Regions from separate parts of the Zea mays genome. Here region 1 is linked to region 2. Evidence: chromatin contacts called from public Hi-C data. All regions are on one chromosome and are shown on one strand. Each heading gives the region's core, a stretch centred on a gene start, on an enhancer-like site or on the middle of the called end of the contact. The rest is flanking DNA. Distances are from core to core; before and after follow the strand shown. Region 1 holds the start of LOC100280698 (lipoprotein). Region 2 holds the start of LOC542146 (DEAD box RNA helicase 1).

Region 1 (6,640 bases), core at 2,060-4,559, 220 kb before region 2:
TCAAGTCATCCCTTCGCTTGGTAACCAGGTATGCCAGACTATTGGTACCATCTCACTTTTGTGCACGGTACACACATAGATACAGTGAATTCTGATCCTGTAGCATCCATTCCTGTCAGGGCAAGGCAGAGAATGGAAAAGCACCATGGGAAGGGGTAAGCTAACTAATAACAGTTACTAATTTTACATATTTCGCCGTGGGAATGCATGAAAGGGTTTTATGTTGCTGTTCTGTCTGTTACAGGTTAGAGCACGCTGTCGTAAAGAATGGGGGATGTTCCAAACAAGGTTGACTGATGCTGAGAAAGCATATTACTTGGAGCACGGGATCACACCACCAAAATCGACGGTAGCTTAGCTGCACGCACCGACAGTAGCTTAGCTGCACTGCATGCCTGCATACAGGCACCTCGCGAGTCACGCCAAGGTTTCTGTTTTGTGAACCTAGCGCCTTCCTGTCCGATAAGCAACTGACTCTGTAGAGATGCAGCACCACAGCCAGATTTGTACAGAATCGATGTACGTTTTTACTCTTCTTAATCTTCTTTACTTGTTTTCAACCGTAGCGACGAGAGTAGCTCTTGTGTAAGTAACCGATTTAGCATGAATCCGGTGGCTCTTTTTTTTTTGATATATTGCCCAAATGCAATATCGATATGGTCATTTCGTTTCATTGTTTTAATAACAAGCAAATGGTTGCTTTGGGACAGCCCTTGTGCCTTCAGTGCCTCATTTTCATGCTCTAGCCAGTTATCAGAATGACAGCCCTGAAACATCTTGCTGCATAGCCAGATGCAAACAGTTATCCACATATGGTGTGGTGTGATTAGTTGCTTGCATTACCCATCACCTGTATAACCCAAGTCAGGATGAAGTACTCGTTGGAACAAAGTGAAGTGATTCTAGAGGTTCAAACCCCATAGGATTATTTTCTATGAACGCTTTTGGAACAAATGATTGGTTTGTATAAATCCTATGAAATTCAAACGGAATGGATTGAACTTGGGAGGGATTTTATCAAGAGGCTGGATCTCAAGAAAAGTTCCCTTTGTGTTACTCTCTCGTCGAATCGTAAGTTCCACTTATGTCACTCTCCCATCGAATCCATACGTTTTTCATGTCGCCCATCCACATGCCGTTACAACATTTCTTAGTCTTCAAGATGTTATCATATCTTATTTCTACATTTTTTTATTCTTATGCTTCTAGAATCCTACGTTTCAAAGATGTCTTTACGCAGCGTTTTGGTGTCATGTACAGTAAATTATGTTTGATTGTTTAGATCTTTGTGTTGTAGCAGGTGTCTTACGTTTCCAGTAGGGGTAATGTTATTTTGGAGCTGTTTGGTTTGCTGTCTAAAACGTCACATCGTATCTAACTTTTCTACCTAAGTTTAGTTCTTCAATTCGAGCGACTAAGGTTAGGTAGATTATGATAAAACTAAACAACCTTATATCTATGGGTTTATGCAAATCTACATTGACTAATATATCATTAAACCTAACGTACCGGCAAACGTTGCATTATGCCTTGCTTTGAGCACTCACTGCACTCTGCAGTACTGAGTACTGACCCCAGACAACCAACATGCGTAAAACAGTTTTCAAAGTTTCGTCTTCATACATTATTATATCAAGGTGGCATTAAGTACATCTTATTGTCAGATTTTTCGATCTGCACCAGCAAACACAAGGCCCACCAAGTAGCGGTGCCGCCTGCCTATACGACACGAGTCACACGACGCGGCATAGGAATATACGTAGGTGCACGTGCTGCAATGCAACTGGATCAGAGCGTATATATGCCTACGCGCCGTAGCGTAGGACGTGGCGGTTCTTGGTCGGGGAGCCGGTGTACTGGACGGTGCTCTGGTAGGTCTCGTAGCGGCGTCCGCCGCCGAGATCCTCGCGGCTCTCGTACGACTGGTAGCGGCGCAAGCCGCCGAGGTTGCCAGCCCCGTGCTTGTACGCCCCGCCCCCGTAGCCGTAGCTGTGCTGCACGCCGCCCTGCGGCGTCCGGCCGCCGTGCGGCAGGAACGCCTCCTCGCAGTCGCTCTCGTCGCTCTCGCTCTCGCTTTCGCTCTCGCTCTCGCTCTCGTATATGCCCTGCCTGTAGCCTTGCTTCTGAGCGACGGCGGCGCCACCACCATAGTGAGCGCCGTATCCTCCCGCGCCAGTTCCAGCGTACGCCTCCTCGTACTGGTAGCCGCTCTTCTTCGCTTTTCCACCGGCGGTGGCGCCGCCGCCGTACCCGTACGCATCTTTATGGTAGCCGCCGTACTGCTGCACGGCGCCACCGCCGCCGCCGCCGTAGTGAGAGTCGTACCCTCCTGCACCACTTCCGCCGTAGTACTGGTGGCCGCCCTTCTTCACTTTGCCATCGGTAGTGGCGCCGCCGTACCCGTACTGCTGCACGGCGCCACCACCGCCGCCGTAGTGCGCACCGTACCCTCCTGCGTCAGTTCCGCCGTACGCCTCTTGGTACTGGTAGCCGTTCTTCTTTACTTTGCCACCGGCGGCGGCGCCGTGCCGGTACACATCTTTGTGTCCGTCGTGCTGCTGCACGGCGCCACCACCGTAGGGAGCACCGTACCCCGCCCCCGCCCCTGCCGCGTTCTTGTGCTTGTAGGCCTGCTGCTGGTCGTAGGCGTACGTCTGCGCGACGGCACCGGCACCACCGTGGTGAGCGCCGCCGTAGCTCTCTCCGCACGCCTCCTGCGCGTAGCTGTAGCCTGCTTGCTTCTTCACGCCGCCGGCGCCGTAGCCGTACCCTGCACCTTCGGTCTCCCCGTATGCCTCGTGCTGCTTGTAGTTGTAGCCCGGCTTCTTCACGGCGGCCACACCCCCGTAGCGGGCACCGTACTCCGTGTCGACGACGCGCTTCTCCTCCTCCTCCTCCTTGTATAACTCGTCGTGCCAGCTTCTGACGGCGGCAGCAGCACCGCGCACCTCCTCCTTGTCCTCCTTGAAGGAGGAGTGCTTCTGCTGCACGGCCACGGCGCCCTTGTACGCTTCGTCGTGCTCCTGGAACGCCTCCACCTTGCAGGCCTGCTTCTGCACGCCGCCGCCGTAGCAGGGCTTGTCGTCGACGGCCATTCGGTTCATCTCCGTGACGACGGTGGTCACGGACTCGGTGTTTTGGCGGTGGTAGTTCATATGGGGATTGCTGCTGCCGTAACCACCATAGCCGTAGCCGTAGCCATTGCCACGCCTCACAAGCGAGTGCATACTAGGAAGAAGAACTGAAGAAGCACGGTAGTGCAACTCTCTGCTTACTCTGGCTGCGCCGCGCCTTGGCTTTGTGTTGGTATGGATGATTGGTCATTTGGTCTGCTTTATATATAGCGCCGTAGGCCGTGGCGAGAACGCGAGGGGAGAGCAGGCTGAGGGCATCTGTGCTCTTGCTCGATAGGATAGGATAATATGGTACGGTGATGGTGGTGGAGCAGGGGCGGCAAGCAAATGGATGGATATGTGCTCCATCCGTTACTTGACTCGCTTTCTATCTAATCTATCTGGGCATCTTGGAATAATGGTTGGATCGAACATTTCGATTTCCCTTGAGCCTAAGAAATCAATGTCGAGTGCTTAATTATGGTCCAAATAATTAGAAATCAGGTGGCGCTCTATTATTGCTCCATAGTACGTATACAGCTAATGGTCATTGAGGCACTGCAGATGCTCTTGACCAAGGCATCTATCTATCTGAATACACACACACACACACACGTTAATAATACAGTCGGAGGGAGCGATCGACAACGCATCGCACAAACATAGCGACCATAAGATCATAGTATATATTTCTTATTCTTCTATATATAAAGCTAACGAAGAACATATTCGCGCGTGCCAAACTTGATGGCCTGCTTGCGTAGCAGTAGCAGTAGCAGGGATGCTTATCATCTCCCCTCCCGCCTCGTAGTAGTAGCGTCAAATGATTCCATCCATATCATGGATGGACCATTGAACGTCTCACGTCACGTGCGACGGTACTCTCAACTCCGATGCTGCTGCCGCCGCCGCCGTAGTACGTGGGTGTAGGCCAGAGCCATGCATACACTTGCTTTGATGCCTGCCGTCTACATTATGTTTATGCTCGGTTTCTCTAATATTTTTTTTTGAATTTAGAATTTACCATGAAGTGGACTCCAGCTGAGATCCATCATGGCCCGTGTTTGGTTCGACTTTTCAGCCGATTCTGGCCGCCATAAGCGGGTTTTGGTGTCCAAACGTCTAGATTCTGAGGTGATTCTAGCCACCGCCGATTTTCTGAGAAGCAGGTTTTCAACGACTGCGGAGAAGCAGCTCAGCACCACGTCCGTGTGAAGTCTCGTGAATCCTGGTCTCATCTGCTTCGTACGTACGTCTGACTCTCTCTTTATCTCAACCCACATCGATTATATTACTGGTAAATACGCACTAACTGTACTAGGACGATCAGTAATCATCAACACTTTAGCCGTGATGTTAATTACGAGCATTATATTAGATAGATATACGGGCCATTTACATCCATGCCGAAAAAAAGCTAATGCTTAGTGTCATGGTTTGTTATCTGAACCGGTCAATAGTTATATTGTAATAGACAAATCATGTATAATTTTAATCAGGTTTTAATTATTGTGTCTTTGCCTATTTTCTTTTTTCACTAAGAATCTACAATCTCATAATCTGCGTATCCAAATACCTAGATTCTAACCGGATAAAAAAACAAACACAAACTTACATGATATTTAAAAAATAAACTAATTCGAGCGGAATTGATGTCAAATACAGTTGGTATAAAAATTAATACAGAATACCAACTCATAGCACTAAGAGAATGCCAACATGTATTTCTAATGCTGTCAATGCATACAACAGGCCCCAACGGAATTAATGCACTAGTTGGTTGTTTGTATTTATCTGTTTTCTTTTTTTAATCAGAATCTACAATCTCATAATCTGCGTATCCAAACACCCAGATTCTACCCACCAGCTTCTCTCCACAGCAGCCGAACCAAACACCCAGATTCTAATCACCAGTTTTTCCCACAGCCAACTTTTCGCTACAACCAGCTTTTCAGAAAAGCTCTTCAGAAAAAAGCCGAACCAAACAGGCCCATGGTTTACTAGAAAACCGTTTGACAACACAGCCACTCTGAAACTGCCTCTTTTACCTTTAGATAGATAGACGACCTCACATGTTACTCTCTCATGCCTTCTTCCTCACGAAGAAAAAAAAAGATTTTTTAAGATGGTACCCTTAGACCGTGGTCACGACCAGGCGCAGAACCTTGACCGTCTCGAACGGACCAAAAGTAAAACGGACCTTGGACCATTTTAATATTAATTTTGGTATATAATGACTAGCACAACTTTGCTAAGTGATTGATTATAGAGGCTAAAAGATAAAGCATATACTTAGACAATATGTGCAAAGCAAATTCCGAAGATCAACTTGGATAAAGTTGTCAAACAAAGGACTTAAAAAGAGATTTATTGAAGATTTGTCTAGCTAGGTCATACCAAGGTCCAAGACACAAGGCAAATCAAGCCCAAACAAAGCAAAAAATCGTAGAAACAACTCAGAACACACTAGAGAACCCTAGACGTATCTGGTGGCGCACCGGATACGTCTTGCAGAGAGGCTAGATTCGGACTTGGAAATACGGAGAGCACCGAACGTATCTGTTGGCACACCATACACTGGGCTAAATTCGGACTATAAATTAGGAAAAATAATTTATAGTGTACAAATCTTTTAGAGAAAACTTATAAACATATATTTTCAACAAAGGAGTAACTAAAATCATATAGGTATACTTCTATTAGAGCATCTCCAAGAGACTCTTTATTTTTGAATCTTTATTTGACTCTTTATTTGTATCTCCATAAATATTAAACTCTATATATAACATCTCATTCCAACAGACTCTCCAACATGCAAGTTAGCTTGGCTAGGGAGAGTTGCTAGCCAAATTTGGCTAGTGAGAGAGTTAATTTAGAGAGACAGATAGCTTAGCAAGTTAAATGACTAGTCTGCTGGAGAGCTATTATGCTATTAAGTAGCTAAAATTTAGCTTGACAAGCTATTTAGCTAGTCTATTGGAGATGCTCTTAAATCTTCATTAGAAACCATATTTGTTTATGGAGATGTAACTTCAAGAATAAGAAAGTTACAATTAAAAGGTATTTTAATTCAAAATCTTTAGAGAACTTTTTCTAGATTCAAAAATAAGATTTTGGGTGTTACAATTACCGACTAGTAAATTTCGTGGTTCGTTCGTATACTAGTTTAGGCAACGTGCCCTACATCTGGTGTGAGTTGCTCGTGCTGCTACTCCGTAAACAGAGTTCAAGCTTTGACCGGTAGCTCCCTCAGGCTATCTACAATGCATACCGCTTGAGTCCCCCTCCGTTAACACTGTAGTCGTTGTAGAGGCGACAATGCTCCTCTTGTCACCGCAGCGCTGCCCCCTCCGTAGCCCCCTAGGTAGCAGCTTCTTTCTCTCTCATGTTGCATATGGCGTATCCCATGCGTGTCCCCTAGACACTATTGAGGACCGAATTCCATGCATACGGTTGTTTGTTAGCTGCGAAAAAATGATGATGAATTAGAAATAGATATAGGAAAATGATATTATATAGTTGTAGTG
Region 2 (6,808 bases), core at 2,208-4,707:
GAAGGTTTTGTATCGAAAGCTTGTTCTACTGAATTCAGTTGTGTCTTAGAACTAAGAGAAGAATATCTGCTCATATTGTCAGGAACAGATCTTGCGACAGGTTTAGATTTATGCTCTGAGATGCTCTAACCATCGCTGCTGGGAGATGCAAATTGCCTGCTGGAAAATACACAATTAAAAATGTTGCTTTCGATGTGTCATTCAAACATGAGAAGGGAATAGCCATATAAGATGAATATAGACACATGATTATTGTATCTTAAAGTATGAAATGTGCAATACCTTCTCTGCAAAAGCACCAGAAGTTATCTCATGACTTATTTTAGATTTCCTTCATGTTTCTCCCCCTTCTACAAAGACAGAGAACAAGAAAGACACTTGAATTCATAGAAATTTGAGATAGCTACTTCTTAATACCTAAATACATAATTGAGACTACGTCAAACCAGTGAAAATAATGCATGCCAAGAGTAGCCCTTGTTTGTACATTTTAAAATTTGGCAAAGGCAAAAGAAAGGTGGCAACTACCACCAGAGCAAGCCAAACGGTTCAGCAACCTTACACTGTAGATCAAATAGCAAACTGTAGATAAATTTTGACATTTAAATCACATGTCAATGCAATTTGCTATTGTCTAAACAATGCAACCAGAAAAATAATTGGGAGAGTGAAACGTATTCATGAAAATATATAACTGTTTTGTTCAACTGAAGTAATTGTACTTCAGTGATGCAACAACAAGAAAGTTCTCAGTAAGTCGTACCTCTATAAGTTTGTTCTTAGTGACCATGCTGACACAGGTTGACAGATATATTGAAATAACATGACTGAGAAATTGAAGAACACCACTCCGTTATACACAAACGCAGAACCCAATTCCTTGTACATAGATGCACGAAAGAGGTGGCAACACGAAGCTCGATGCGAGAGGCCTATTGGCTGCTGCTAGCTCCACCTCCATGCCTCCACGGCCACCGTGCTGTGTCAGAGTTGCATACAGAGAGACCTGATGCTATGTGGACAGATGAGTGCTTGCACTGCATCGCGGGCCTCTCCCACACCTTTCTGTAATAGAAACCTTCCTTGTACCTCCTTTCTTCCCCTACTTTGCAGTTTGTTAAACCTCACCACTCCTTGAGTACCAAACACAAGAGCAGACCTATAGTCAGGTCGAAAATCATGGCCCCATTTAGAAACACAATGGACCTCATCAATGGCAAAAGTGCAATCCCTAGCTTTTCTGCAAGTTTCTTCAAGAATCCATTAATCTGCAAGAAGAGACATCACCACCAAGATAGGGACGACAACATGTTAGTAAACTTTAGAATACCACAAGAAGAATGATAACCTTAATATTGTCTCGTGGCAAACATAAACAATCTAATACATGCCAGCCATCGCTTTAGCTTCAATGCGGCTATCAGGTTGCCCTGATCCAAGGAAGCGTGCAGATATCCCGTGTTTTGCATGTTTCAAGCACTGATCATGAATTAGACTTATCAAGGGTGATATGACCACCACAACCTTTGTTGTTAATAGAGTTGTGATCTGAAAACAGAGGGACTTTCCTGCCAGCAGAGTTATCCATGTGAGAAAAGGAGGGCGAAACTACCATCCACATGGAAAAAATAATAAATTACAGAAATAAAGAGGAGCATTACAGAAAACGCATCTGATTTTGTGGCTGCTAGGAGAATACAATCCCCGTGAGCAAACCAAGCATCCAAGACTTCCTTTTGGAATGCTTTGAGGTTGGAAAATCCAAAATGCTTTTGCAAACAGAACTAATTATGTCCATTTGGCTTAACACAGATAATCTTCTATTGTAAGAATATAAAGCATATAATATAATTGTTAATAAATACAAAAGAGGCATAAGATGATGTGAGAACAAGCACATGTTGGTCATTGAGTGCAAAATTAAATAAATCTCACTTCATTATATGTGAATAAAGCCTAGTTAACTACCGTAACACAGTCAAAGCATAAGTTACTTAAAGCAAATTCTTACCATAAATACAACATTATTAATTGATCCCAAATTAATCTGAGAAAAATATACGAGCAAACATAGTCTGCTCAACAATTTCAGTTGTCCAGAGATGTTTTCTCAAACCCGTCCTTATATATAGAAAAAAGCTAAGCTTGGCTTCATCACGCCGAAGCAGCTACAAAATAAAAGGAGTGGCATGGTTATCAATCCATTGTTATATGTATATCCTTATTACCAGGCATAACCAACAAAGAAATTCCTATTTTCTAGTTTTCTGTGATGAGGTGGTGGTAGGATAAGGGTGAGCAACAAACCGTGGGACCCGCCGAGCTGCTGCAGCGCCTGCAGGAACTGGTGGTGGAGCTCCGGGGCCCAGCACCGCCGCGCCTTTCGGCTGGGTGCCTGCGACGACAGCTGAGCCTCTTGTCCTTGCCGCCTTTGGTGTTGCTGGCCTTATTGTTCTCGGCTGTGTCGGTGTCGGTGTCGGTGGCGCCGGCCCTGTCGCAGCTGTCCCCGACCACGCCCGAGCTCGCCGCGACCGGCAGCTCCAGCTCCAGCTCGGCGCGCTGCTTCTCCTCCTTGTCCTTTTTCTTCTTCTCCTTCTCGAACGGCTGGAACGCGCCCCCGGGCTTCCTGCAGGCGTTGAGCGCCACCGGCCTGCACGACAGCAGCAACTCATCCTGGTGCTGCGGCGGGGAGGCGGAGGGCTGTTGCTGGTTACTCCAGAGCTGCACGGACTGCAGCCAGTCCGGCATCGCCTTCTTCGTCTCCGGATGTGGCAACCGCCTGCTGCTGCTGGCTGCTGCCGTCTCCAGATCTCCCACCGCCTCGTCGTCCTTGTCGGCATCGACGCCGAGGCCGGGGAGGCCGAGGGGGTTGCGGATGCGGATCTGGAGCCGCTCGGTCATGACTCCCGAGCATCACGCCGAGGCCGGGGAGGCCGGGGAGGCCGAGGGGGTTGTGGCGCCGATGACGGGGGCAGGGGGAGGCGCTGAGAACGGGGAGGACGCGAGGATGGGCGGCAGTGGCGTTCGCTGTAGGGGCGAGCGGGGCGGGGATGTTGAACTTGACGGGCGGCATGTGGGGGCACGCGGCGCCGCCGCGTCAGTCTCCTCCTGGAGGGGGCGCGTGGTAGCAATCGCGGCAACTATGGAGGGCGCGGGATCCGCAGCAGGGGCGAGATTCGGGGCGGGGGCGGCGGGGGACGGTGCCTGTGCGGTCGTGGGGGAGGGGCACAGCGGGGGCTGGCGGGCTGCTTCCTTGCGCGGGGGCTGGCGGGCTGCTTCCTTGCGCGCGCGTGGGAGGGTGCGGGGGCAGGCGAGGGCAACCTAGATGTGGACGCTGATGGTACTATCTTAATAGAGTAGTATAGATTCCCGCAGAAAATAGGGATGATGTCCCGTGGTGAATTACGGTGAAATAAAATCCGACACGGTATTCTCCGTTGCATCCCTATGCACGTGGGTCACGCGAACCGACCCTGTCCGTTCCCGCACGCCACTAGCAAAAGCCACACCCAACAAAAGGTAAACCACCGCGTCTCCGCCCGCCGCCGCCCGCAGATCCATCCCCTCCCGGCCTCCCTAGCCTTTCCCCTCGAGCACGTCAGCGCCCTCGCCCTGCTCTGTCGGCCGGCCAAGCTCCTCACCGGCGCCATGAACCCGTATGATCTCCGCTTCGCTGACCCCTCATCCTACCACGACAGGCGCAGGTACGGCAACCCTAATTCTAGCTCTCCCGATCTGATTTGAATTCGAAGGTGACCCGATCGATTTGAGTTCCGCATGTAGCGACTTGACCGTGGCTCCTACGTTCGCTCCGCCGGCTCCCGTGGCTGCGGCGAACCTGAACCCTTACGCCGCCGCCTACCCGCTGCCTGTGCCCGTTCCCGTGCCCGCGGCCCCCGCGGGCGGCGACTACCAGCGCTACGGGCAGGGAGGCAGAGGCCGTGGTGGCGGTGGCAGAGGCGGTGGAGGAGGGTACGGAGGTGGCGGCAGAGGAGGAGGTCGCGGGAGGGACGGGCTTGACTCGCTCGCCCTCCCTAAGCCGGACTTTCGGAGCCTGATACCGTTCGAGAAAAACTTCTACGTGGAGTGTCCCTCCGTCCAGGCAATGTCGGAGGCGGATGTGGCGCAGTACCGCCGCCTCCGGGATATCACCATCGAGGGCCGGGATGTGCCCAAGCCGGTTAGATACTTCCAGGAAGCCAACTTCCCAGGTTTACTCTAGTTCCAGTGTTTCCTGTGCGTGTGTCCGTTGAAAATAACGCAATACCTGTGATTTCTTACACTACTGTTTCATGACTCTTTTGACAGATTACTGCATGCAAGCTATTGCCAAATCTGGATTTGTGGAGCCAACACCTATTCAATCTCAAGGTTGGCCTATGGCTTTGAAGGGTAGGGACCTGATTGGTATCGCTCAAACAGGCTCAGGGAAAACATTATCTTATCTGTTACCTGGGTTGGTTCATGTTGGTGCCCAGCCTCGGCTAGGTTGGTTTCCTATAAACTTGCTGTGAGCTTTCTGTATGTTTTCTGACTGTGTCCATTTCCCTTTTAATATTATTCGTTATTCTAATTCCTGTAGAACAAGGCGATGGCCCAATTGTATTAATTCTCGCTCCCACGAGAGAACTGGCTGTTCAAATACAGGAAGAATCTACAAAATTTGGATCATATTCAAGAACTAGAAGCACATGTGTCTATGGTGGTGCACCTAAGGGTCCACAAATACGGGACCTTAGAAGAGGTACCTGCACACATCTGTCCACTTTAATTCTTTTTAGATGAATGCCTTTTAAACTCAATGCAATCTGTCATTTGCACTTTTAGGAGTTGAAATTGTCATTGCAACTCCTGGCCGGTTGATTGATATGCTGGAAGCTGGTCACACAAACCTACGTAGAGTGACATACCTTGTGTTGGATGAGGCGGACCGGATGCTAGATATGGGGTTTGAGCCCCAAATTCGGAAAATAGTAGCACAGGTACAGTTTCGTTTAGAAATGCAGAATTCTTACTAATATCTATTGTCTTGCCTAGCTCTAATGCTTGTCCAACACTTCTGCTATCCTTAGATCCGCCCAGACAGGCAAACCTTGTACTGGAGTGCCACATGGCCTAGAGAAGTTGAAGCCTTAGCAAGACAGTTTCTACAAAATCCTTACAAGGTGCACGATCTCTTCTGTTATTGTTATTTTCTGGTTCTTTTATTGCCATGTTGTATTGAATTGATTTTGACAGCCCTTCTCTTAACTTTTAGCTTATATTGTAATGCAGGTAATCATAGGCTCACCTGAACTTAAAGCTAATCATTCCATACAACAAATTGTTGAAGTTATTTCAGATCATGAGAAGTATCCAAGGTATGTATGGTTGACGGTCTTTTGACTAAAAACTTTTATGCTCACTTACTATGCTACTTTCGATTACAAATGGACACGGTGTGAGTTGATTTTCACCTCTTTCCCACAGACTCAGTAAGCTCTTGTCTGATCTAATGGATGGGAGCCGTATCTTGATATTCTTCCAAACAAAAAAGGATTGCGATAAGATCACCCGGCAGCTTAGAATGGATGGGTGGCCAGCATTATCTATACATGGTGATAAAGCTCAAGCTGAACGGGACTATGTTCTTGCAGAGTTTAAGAGCGGCAAGAGCCCCATAATGGCTGCCACAGATGTGGCAGCACGTGGTCTTGGTATGATGATTTATTTGAATATTAGGATTAGGTAGTAGTTCCAAGTGCTCAAGGGTGATAAGTCGGAGGGTTGTTGAGCTGCGATTGGTTGAGTGAACTGAACTTGTGGATTGGTGGTGTATACCAAGGTGCCATCATGTCAAAGGTAGATAATTTCCCCCCGTGGTTTACCTCATTTGAGCGTGAGCATTGGCAGTGTTACACAGGCAGTTCAACTTTGAGCTATCATGGTAATGTTCCCTTTCCGAATAAGCCTTTTAGGGAGCCTACATTTGGATAAAATGGAAATCCTCAAAAAGTAGCATGCAACCGAATATGCATTTCACACTATAGTTGATTTCTTAGCTTGATTTGAATTCCTTGATCCCTGCATATCTGACCATTTTGGAACATTTAGGTATTGTGTTGCTGCCCTCTTCATTCATTCTTTGTCCTTGTAATTGAATTCTTTTCAATCCAATAGTCTGCTTTTCTTGCAAGTATTTTTGGCTTACCTTTCTACATTTTCTTTGTAAATCCATGTTTAATTTGTTTAGAATTAATTGGAGCAATAATTCTTTTCAGAGATGTATTGCAAAATTTTAGGCATAAAACATTTGTATACAAATGACAATATCAATTTCAAATATATTTGTTTGCACAAATGCACATTCTTCATGAGTAGCATGTCCATGGATCTCCTTTGCTTTCCCCTAGTTTTACATGAACCTTTAGAAAGTCGTTCTGCTTTCTCAATCAAGCTCCTCATCATCGGTATCACTGCCAAGTGTGAACTGGTCAAAAAGGATGGTTGTAATCAGCATTCTTTTCAGTTGATTCACGATAGTGACCTCTGATGCAGCACCTTACACATTACAGCCTACGTTGGACTGGCATGTCCTACAGAATTTTGTTTGGGTTATGGATATTGATGCTGTTACATTATTGGATAAGTGGTTACCCAGGCATGCCAGTTGCAGTCTTCCAACATTTTTTGATAAGGCTGAGAGGTTAATCACCATCAATTCCACATCCAGCAGTGATTGATGCCTGGTTCAGTTTTTCAGCTCCTTCGACTTGTGTTTTAGAATTCAAAAGTGCAGCACTGTGGACTTTTTGGTGCTTGTCTAGAC

What was found. Hi-C and Micro-C count contacts between places; a contact is called where the count stands out from the background.
Region 1: a Hi-C map of tassel shows a contact between it and region 2, with 2.8 times the contacts expected there. The contact joins the promoter of LOC100280698 here to the promoter of LOC542146 in region 2. A contact is called at or near these places in 5 of 25 Hi-C or Micro-C datasets (bundle sheath, ear, endosperm and 2 more).

Annotation. Positions count from the first base shown.
Region 1 is chr3:168,703,840-168,710,479 of Zm-B73-REFERENCE-NAM-5.0, reverse strand. It overlaps LOC100280698 (lipoprotein), which reads right to left and starts at 3,309. Exons shown (of 1, transcript NM_001153617.2): 1 at 1,602-3,309. The coding sequence starts at 3,227. The coding sequence ends at 1,806. LOC100284062 reads left to right here. Exons shown (of 15, transcript NM_001156960.1): 13 at 1-28; 14 at 120-155; 15 at 245-591. The coding sequence ends at 358.
Region 2 is chr3:168,482,262-168,489,069 of Zm-B73-REFERENCE-NAM-5.0, reverse strand. LOC542146 (DEAD box RNA helicase 1) reads left to right here and starts at 3,457. Exons shown (of 10, transcript NM_001111771.2): 1 at 3,457-3,704; 2 at 3,784-4,211; 3 at 4,309-4,488; 4 at 4,583-4,744; 5 at 4,828-4,982; 6 at 5,073-5,165; 7 at 5,275-5,360; 8 at 5,470-5,696. The coding sequence starts at 3,649.